2 separate regions of the Mus musculus genome follow, and region 2 is linked to region 1. Evidence: chromatin contacts called from public Hi-C data. All regions are on one chromosome and are shown on one strand. The core of a region is the stretch at or near the end of the contact, and the rest is flanking DNA. Distances in the headings are between cores, read along the strand shown.

The links. A called contact is a pair of places that touch in the nucleus more often than the background predicts.
Region 2: a Hi-C map of stem cell-derived neural stem cells shows a contact between it and region 1, with 1.8 times the contacts expected there. The contact joins the promoter of Ptpro here to the enhancer-like site in region 1. A contact is called at or near these places in 2 of 39 promoter capture datasets (embryonic stem cells and hippocampal neurons), 13 of 484 Hi-C or Micro-C datasets (the HPC-7 cell line, cortical neurons, differentiating embryonic stem cells and 7 more) and 5 of 115 datasets of contacts at active chromatin or transcription factors (embryonic stem cells, forebrain and neural progenitor cells).

Annotation. Positions count from the first base shown.
Region 1 is chr6:137,208,343-137,212,622 of GRCm38.p6, forward strand. No RefSeq gene overlaps it. Among named protein-coding and RNA genes, the nearest start is that of Rerg, 41 kb to the left of the region's middle. Within about 2 kb of position 1,874, at least 19 of the 459 cell types and tissues checked have an H3K27ac peak or open chromatin away from gene starts, as enhancers often do. A contact at or near this core is called in neural progenitor cells, stem cell-derived neural stem cells and stem cell-derived neurons, where this site is marked.
Region 2 is chr6:137,250,100-137,254,379 of GRCm38.p6, forward strand. Ptpro (protein tyrosine phosphatase, receptor type, O) reads left to right here and starts at 2,200. Exons shown (of 27, transcript NM_011216.3): 1 at 2,200-2,661. The coding sequence starts at 2,587.

The DNA.
Region 1 (4,280 bases), core at 624-3,123:
TGTCTATAGTTCACACAAGGAGACCCACTCTACCAAGCATTTGGGAGTCTTTGTCACCTTTCTCCTTGCTGGGACAATTTCTAGCCAAAAGCATAAGGAAGAAAGAGTGCATCGTAGCTCACAGCTGGGGGCATGCATACTCCCTTACAGTGGGAGAGCCACGGGAGACAGACCGAGACAGACCGGCAGGCAAGTATCCAGTCAGCACTGGAAGGCTGTTGCACAAGGCTCTCTCTCTGCTTTTTTATCCAGTCTGTTGTCTAAGATCACAGAATGGTGCTGTTCACAGTAAGGTAGGTAGGCTTTGCACCCCAGGCAGGCAATCTTATCTAGCAACTGGTTTGTCTCCTAGGTGACTGTGGTCCTGTCAAGAAGACAATCAAATCAACCACCTCTGAACTGACTGAAGGGTTTTCACTGCTAACTACTTCCCAGGAGTCCCTAGGAGAAAAGAGTGCTCATTCTTCCTTGGCCCTCCCTCCCTCCCTCCCACCACACCTGCCCTGGCCTCACCCACCCCCTCTTTTTTTATAATAAGCTTCTGCTTCTTCACTAATGACCTTGACTCGGGGAGACACACTTTCTCAGAGCACAACTCTTTTCTCAATAAAGGTGGCTCCTTTCCACAAAATAACTTCTGTGCCAGCTATCATCAAAGTGAACTATTTTTTCTATACTCTAATGTCTTATACATACAGCCTCTACATGCATATAGACACGATTATACACATAAATTTTTAAGCATAAAATGTGATTCTACATTCATATTGTGACTTTCAGTTGCTTTTCAACCCTGTCTCTGATTTCCAATCGCTCCTCCATGATATGTCTTGTTTATCTTTCCAAGCCATTAGGAATAAATCAAGCTCAATCTTTTAATTGCTCCACCCAATTAATGCTTTAATACCAGACAAGGTACCATCTTCTGCTTTGTAATTTTGTTATTGCAAGACAGAACGTAATTCAGGGTTATGATAAGAATTCATCAGCTAAAATACTGGAGCCTTTCAGTTGCTTAGCACCAGAGTACTATGTAAATAATAATTAAATTAGCTATACAAATAATGTCAAGGAAATTCCCTGATACCTCATTAACTTCCTTCTTTGAAGAACATTTTTATAGTCTTCAATAACAATTTCTTTGTGTGCATGCTTGTGTGACCAGAGAGGCATGAGGGGGGCTTAGAGGACAACTTTCCAGAATGGGTTGTCTCCATTCCACCATGTGGGTCTCCATAGAACCAACCAGGAGCATTAGGCTTGGTGGCGACCACCTTTATTAGCTGAGCCATCTCACCGACTCTCATTAACATCTTTGCAAGGGGAAGCAAATTTGTCTGGTCATTGATAAGTGTGAACTCATTTAATCCTCCGGCCAAACTTACACGGTAGGTCCTTCAATTATTTCCGTTTTACAGATGACAACACAGAAGCAGGGAAAACTGAGTCCGTTGTTCAGGGTGACCCAGTCTGTAAGTGACAATGCCAAAATGGAATGTGCCCAGCTCTGGACACTATGGTACTAATCTCTCAGGCACATAGCACCATCTACAACAGGAAATAGTTTCTACCTGCTTGATTGCCAGGGACCCAAGCTGGCTGTCACTGACCACATTTAACAAACATCCTTGGTAAGGCAAGCTCCATCTGATTCGCATGTAGCCCTCTGCCCAGCTTTCAATCAACCAGCCAGGTTGAGCAGAGGAGCCGAAACATCTTTCCAAACCAAAAGACGGTGAGATCCGAAGGGCAAGGCATGGTTTGTGGGGAAACATGGAGAAGAATCGAGAAAGGAGAGTAGAATAGTGAGGAGGATGGCCACTTGGCACCCGGCCCAGCTGAGAGAGCCTCTGAGGTGAGTGTGCCAAACTCCAAATGCTCCAAGCCCAGATCCCAGAATAGCTGGAAGGAGGCACACTGCCAGTGAGTCAATTATTACACCAGGCCTGGGAGCACTTAATCAGATGCATCCGGTTTGTATTCACACAATATCAGGCCGAGATATGTGGTCTATGCCAATGAATTGGCATGCCCTAATGTGGGTCAGCCATTGCCGGAAAGCCTTGTATCTTGCAAGTTGGGGTCTACTCTTTCTTTTCTCTGAAAGTGTCTATGTTGTATGCCAGTGACATTCACCTCCTTCCAATGAAGAAAAGTTTTTTTTTTTTTTTTTGAGATGACTAAATGGAAATTGGGCAGTTTAAGTCCAGTAGAACTCCATCTTTGGACACTCAGGGCAGGTGCCCATTAGCTATGACAAGCCCAGTGGTCCATTATTCACATCCTTTGATGCTTCAGGCTCAGGAGAATCAGCCATTGCTCAATGTGACAACAGGATGGAGTGGGTTGAGATGACCCTGAGTGTTGTTGAATTTTCCTTTCTGTAGGAATTCCCATGAGTAAAGTATTGTGGCTGCAGGTTGGCATCAAGACCTTCTTGGGCCACAGATGACCACCTTAGTGTGTCTACCACTGTTCTCAGTATGATCTTCTCACTCCATCTATAGTTCCTGGAGTAGACCAATGCTTCTACACAGGCCTTTTGTCAGGTGTTTTGTGACCGCAGCTCTCTTCCTGTGGGAAAATGATGCTCTTCTTGTAACTGACAACAGGTTGAGTGGGGAAGCCAGTTAAGTCTTTCTGCCTTTTGCCAGGGAAACGTCTTTACTTCCTTGTTGCATTCATTGAACAATTTTCTCCGGAGGGGAGATAATTATGGAAGAAACTTTCCCCGAAAAATGAAAATTCTTAGGAGCTGGAGAGATGGCTCAGCAGCTCAAGGGTTGACCCTGCGGGCCAGAGTTTGGGCTGCTGGAATCCAGGTTAATGCTGAGTAAATACAGTGGACTGCTTGTCACACTACTGCTGCTGAGTGTAAGACGGAGTCCCTGGAGCGAGGTGGCTAGCTATCCTTGCCCAATGTATGAGCTACAGGCTCAACTGAGAGACCCCGCCTCAAGGTATAAGACGGAGAATAACGCCGGATGCACCTGATGTCAATGTCAGGCTCTGTACACACATGCACATGTGTGTGCTCAGGGATGCAAAAACACACACACATACATCATATACGTTTAACATCCAAAGCTAGGGTTTTCCTAAAACCATGACTTGTCTAGCTTCTGCCCCTGTCTTCCTTCTTCTCTTCCTCCTCTTATGGTTTTTCCTGAAGATACTTCATTCAATAAATCACCAAGAGCTGGGGAGATAACTTAGCTATTAAAGGCTAGGCTCATAAGCAAAATGTCAATAAATCACCTGAATAGAAGTTCCTGGCTCTGGCTCGGCCTCCTTGGAACTTGGCCTAACAGCACGGAAACTCTTGACAAAACACAACAGGCTGTTTCTCAGGCTTCTGCTATTAACCTGCTGACCACATTATCCTTCTACATTTGCATATAAAGTACAGAATTATGCCCAATGCCTGCTGTAAAGTAACTTGCAAACTAACATTTTTGAAAAGAGAAAAGCAAATGACAATGGCAAGAACAATTATGCGCTGCTGAGATGGCTCTGGGAAAGGCACCTGTGCCTGACATCCTGAGTTCAGCTTCAAGATCCACGTCGTGGAAGGTGAGGACAGAGTCCAGCAAGCTGTCTGCTGACTTCTTCAGGCACAGGGTAGCACCCAGTGAGGAAGGAAAGGCAGAAGAGGTTTCTTGCTGTCCTGCAAGTACTCTGAAATTGTGAGTTTGATGGCCTAACTCACTGTTAAACCATGATAAAACTATATGCTTATGTGTGTGTATGTATATATATATGCATACATGTATATGTGTGTGTGTGTATGCACACATTTATCTTTATATGACTTAATATTCCCATTCCACTGTCTATACTATTTTATGAACACATGGATTATACCTTTCAAAATATTGCATCATAAAAAGTATGATTTTCAAAATCTACATTTATCGTTTTACTGCTCCATTTGGAGAGCCATGCTAATGCTAGTGTAAAACCATTTCTGGTTGGCCGTTTCAAAGTCAGCAGTACTTTTAATTTTTCTCTCAGCTCCCCATTCTGCTTTAGCACTAAGGACATGTCCACAATGAGACGTAAGAAGAGGAAGGGGGAAGGTAGTGTGGATAACGAGTTAAAACTTAAATAACTGAATATCACCCCAGTGAAGCATTCTGTCTTCAGCACTTCAGGCTCCCAACCTGTCTCCCCCAGGATGGTGGAGCTTCTAGAAACCTAAGGTCTTCTCGCTAGGATGACTCTGAGGTGGTGAAGCTCAGGTGCTCTTCTGCGAGGAGGGTGACACCCCTGTCATCTGT
Region 2 (4,280 bases), core at 950-3,449, 42 kb after region 1:
TCGCTAACTGCTCATTATTGTCCTTTTCCAAGTAAACAGCTTTGTTTCATTCTGAGAGTCATTTCATTTAAAATTCAGTGCACAAGGGGGTCCATTTTGTTCTGTGTTTATCTTTCTCCAGACAGAGTGACATCTAGAGAATACAATGCTCTGAGCCCTCTTTAGGAAGCAGCATGGTTGAGACTGGAAAACCTAATGGATACTTTCAGGCAACTGGGGACCAAAATGACTGCATACATTAATGCTACCTGTGGCCATTCTTGTTGGGACTCTCTAAACTAGTTTAGTAAGATTTAACATGTTTTAGAAACACAGCAATGGAAGACCAGCTAGTGGTCTGAATCAGCACACCACGGACAACGCCACATACGCATTCTTAGCGGGAGTCTCCAGTAAGAATTTGTGATCCTGTCATTGGTTTAGACACAAGAACAAGCAAGACTATTTTTTTCCCTCTGTGATCACTATGTAAAATGTTTATCTCTGGAAAGGATCTCTTCTATGATTACCACATAAAACTTCCAGTCTTCAGGCCATGTAGTCACATGCTGCTAATGGAATATTAATCATGCTAATTACTAGTGCTTTCCTGGGCGGTGATGCACTAAACACTTAATGTTGCTGCTGCCCTAAAGTGGTCCACGTACACATCTGTACACAATGTGTGATTTAACTGAGCAGAGAGAAGGTGAAGCATACAGTTAGGTAGGGGTATTTAAAGTAATGCATTATTTTGAAAGTACCTTTTGCATTTATATGATTAATATTTGAGCAAAATTGCTTCCTAATGCCTAAAATAGATCAAACATTCCTATCCCAAATATATATATGTGTGTGTGTATACACACACACACACACACACACACACACATGTATATGCACAATTAACCTTACATATGTATTTAATTCACATACTGATACTAAAATAAAACTCTATTTAAAAGAATAACTTCTGGCATCTTGTGAGTACCACTTAGGCCCCAACTTGAGCATCTCTGTCTGGAAATTAGATCACTGTGGAGCCTCTTTGATGTAGCTGGAAATGGAAAACCACTTTCAAAAGCTTCAAAATAAAAGAAAAACATATCAGACCAAAGGCTCTGAAAGTGCAGGTCTGAGGAGCCATTTCTTAGAAAGCACTCGAGTTTGGCCCAGAAGTGGGAAGCAGGGAAAACCTTGGGGGGGGGAGAGGGAGGGAGGGCATGAGAGTCAGGCCAACAAAGGACAGGCACGAGGGCGCTGAACAGAAGTCCATCAAGGCTGTGTACTGAGGTAGCTTTGGTGCCAGCAAGGGAAACACTCACACACAAGCCCAGAGCCTCGTTCTGTTTTCTGAAGAACTGTTAGTGCCTCGATCTATTCATGCAAAAATTCCTAATCCAAACCTTTAGTTTATAGTCCTCATGTAGAAAAAGATGAGCACACACGACTCTGATCCTATAGCAGGCCACCATTCCTCAGCTGTGTCCCAGAGTGCTGGTGACACACTCCTAAGTGCACCGCCAGGGTGCCCTTTTCTGTCACCTGATACCACACTTTGAAGGATAAAAACAAAATTCCAGCACCTCAGGGCCCACCCAGGACATTTACATGATAAAAAGAAATGACTTAATATAATGAATCCCACTTTTTATTTTTAATATAGAGTTGTCTTTCAAAAACTACACAAAACCTCTAGAGACAGATAAGTAGACATGAGACACACTTCATGGAAATCGTTGCTTGTGATTCTAAATTCTTAGATTAGTTAGTTATTCATGGATAATTCAGAGTACTTAGTGTGTTCACACACAGAGAGAATATATTACACACTTATTCTAAATACGTGTAAAATACTGTGAGCTAGGTGTGGGCAGCAGGATAAGAGGGGGAAACGCACAGAATTATTCAGTTTCCCTAGCTGATTATAGGATGCTATGGGGGAATTGAACTGAGGTCGGGGGGTATAGAAGTTGAGATTCACTCCTCTTTTCGAAAACATTAAGTGTCACTTGTAGTGTCACTTGTAAATACAAGGGCAAAGGAACGGGGGGGGGGGGTTGAGAAGGGCCTGAGATAAGAGAGAGGGGAAACCCTCAAACAACTCTTCCTAGGAGACTCTGGAAAGGCTGAGGCGGAGCCTGGTCTGGGGGGCTGCCTAGCAATGGGAAGCAGGCAGGCCCTGGTGGGAGGACCCAAGATCTGCACTTGAGGAGTTCCTTGCTCTGAGAGAGAACACCACTGTTGCTAGGGGGCCGCGGAGGGTTGTCTGCCTGCGGAGCTCGGGCAGCTCCTTCCGCACGCCGACCCCTGCCTCCCGTGGCAACCGCTGTAGCTGTGGCGCAGAGCCTCGCCCACTGCCATCCCCACCCTCTCCATCCTTAGCCATTAAACAACGCCGGCTCCAAGCACGTTCTAGCAGGACTCGGGCACAGAAGAGGAGAGCGATCCATCCGGGGGCACAGGACGACCTGCCAGGCGACATGCGGCCGCCCGGAGCCGCCCGGGCGCCCGAAGTCTGAGGCTGCCAGCCGGGACTGGTCATTGTAAGCGCCACGGAGAACTGCTGGCGCTGCCGTTCCCTCCCCGGTCCCTGGTCGCGCCGCGATGGGGCACCTGCCTAGGGGAACGCTCGGGGGCCGCCGCCTGCTACCTCTGCTCGGGCTCTTTGTGCTGCTCAAGGTAGGGTCCCCCAGTCCTCGGAGATGGGGATCCATCCCGCCGTGGGGAGCTATTCGCTCAGGGTGCGGTGACCAGGCGGAGAGCGCCAGTCGCACACGCTTTGTCCTCAGAGCGGTGCCGGGTGGGCTGCGTAGCTGCGGGTGGAAAGATCTGGAAGTTTGAGCCTTCCAGTTGTCTCCCTTTGTACTCTGCTACCTCAGCGATGAGCTTGCGGGATAGAGCTTTCTCAGGCAAAATGAGGGCACTTTTTTTAGTGGTTCCCACTGCACCCCTATGCCACTTCACCTTCGCGCCCTCCCCCAGTGAAGCCTCGGTACAGCTGCTTTGTCTCAGTCAGTTTGCCTTCTGCGGGAGGGAATCACACGCAGGGCGCTGAGCTCTGGACTAGACGCACCGGCCAGGCGGGGCGAGGGAGAGGGCTCCATTGAATAAGGAATCGGTTCAACTCCCAAGGAGGTCACTCCCTGTCTTACCCTCCATCCACCTAGGGATGCCTGGTAAAACTCTACACAGTTCCATCCTCTCGTAACAGGATGCTGCCACTGATTTTTAATGGTGGAATATATGATTTATAAAACTCACCTTTTCCTATCCTCTTTGGAACGTGTGGCTCAAAATTGTACTTTGAGAAAAAAAAGTGAAAAGGAAAATACTGTTTAAAAAAGAAAAACAAAATCTTGACACTTCAAGCATGTAGTGTTTTTATTTTTTAAGCTGTTTTCTTGGCATATGAAGGGAAGTTGGGAATTGGTACCCCCTCACTCCGGGTTCCGAAGGTCTGCTTTCCTTCCTAGTCCTTTCTCCCTTCTTGCCCCAGCAACTGAAGGATGGCCACAGGTGATCGGGAGCTATCCTTTCAGCACCATGAGGATACCTAGCTAGAGGAGGTCAGCCCGTTAATGACTGCAAATGTTTCCGCATTAAGCAGTCACTTCTTGCTTATATGCCCATTAATTATGAATGCTCCCCAAGGTTATAGTGAACAGGATTCACGAATCCCAGATAGAACGAGTGCAAAACTATTCTATATTTTCTTCCTGTCTCCCCAGATCACAGAAAAATGTAGTCTCTGGGTAAATAGCAAAGGAGGAACATGAGCGAAGTTATAAGCTGTTTTGGACATGTGCTCAATATTTAAGTCATCAGTCATCATTTTATTTTAAAATCTTATAAATACTAAATTCAGTTGAGCATTTCACCTGCTTCTCTGTAGTACATACCACAGATAAAATATGCATAGTTAGTTTTTTATAATTAATTTTTCTAACCGTTTGACAAACTTGGCAACGACTGAGATGTCTAGGTAATACTCTTTGAGTACTTAGGACGAAAAAAATGGAGGTACATGTTTTACTGAGAATAGCAGAGAAGTGTGAATGTGTGTGCTTGTGTGTGTGTGAGATCTGACATATATTTAGCCTTTGGAATAACTTCGGGTTTTTTGTTTCATAGTAGATGGTAACTCTAGAAATGAGACTACTTAGCTTAAGAGAAAAAAATTATAATGTTAACGTTAAAATGCAGAGAAAAATGTGTCAGAAGTTTGAACTCCAAACATGATAATAAACTAAGAAAATTCATGAAGGATAGCATGATGGTATCTTAGTGGTTGCAACAGA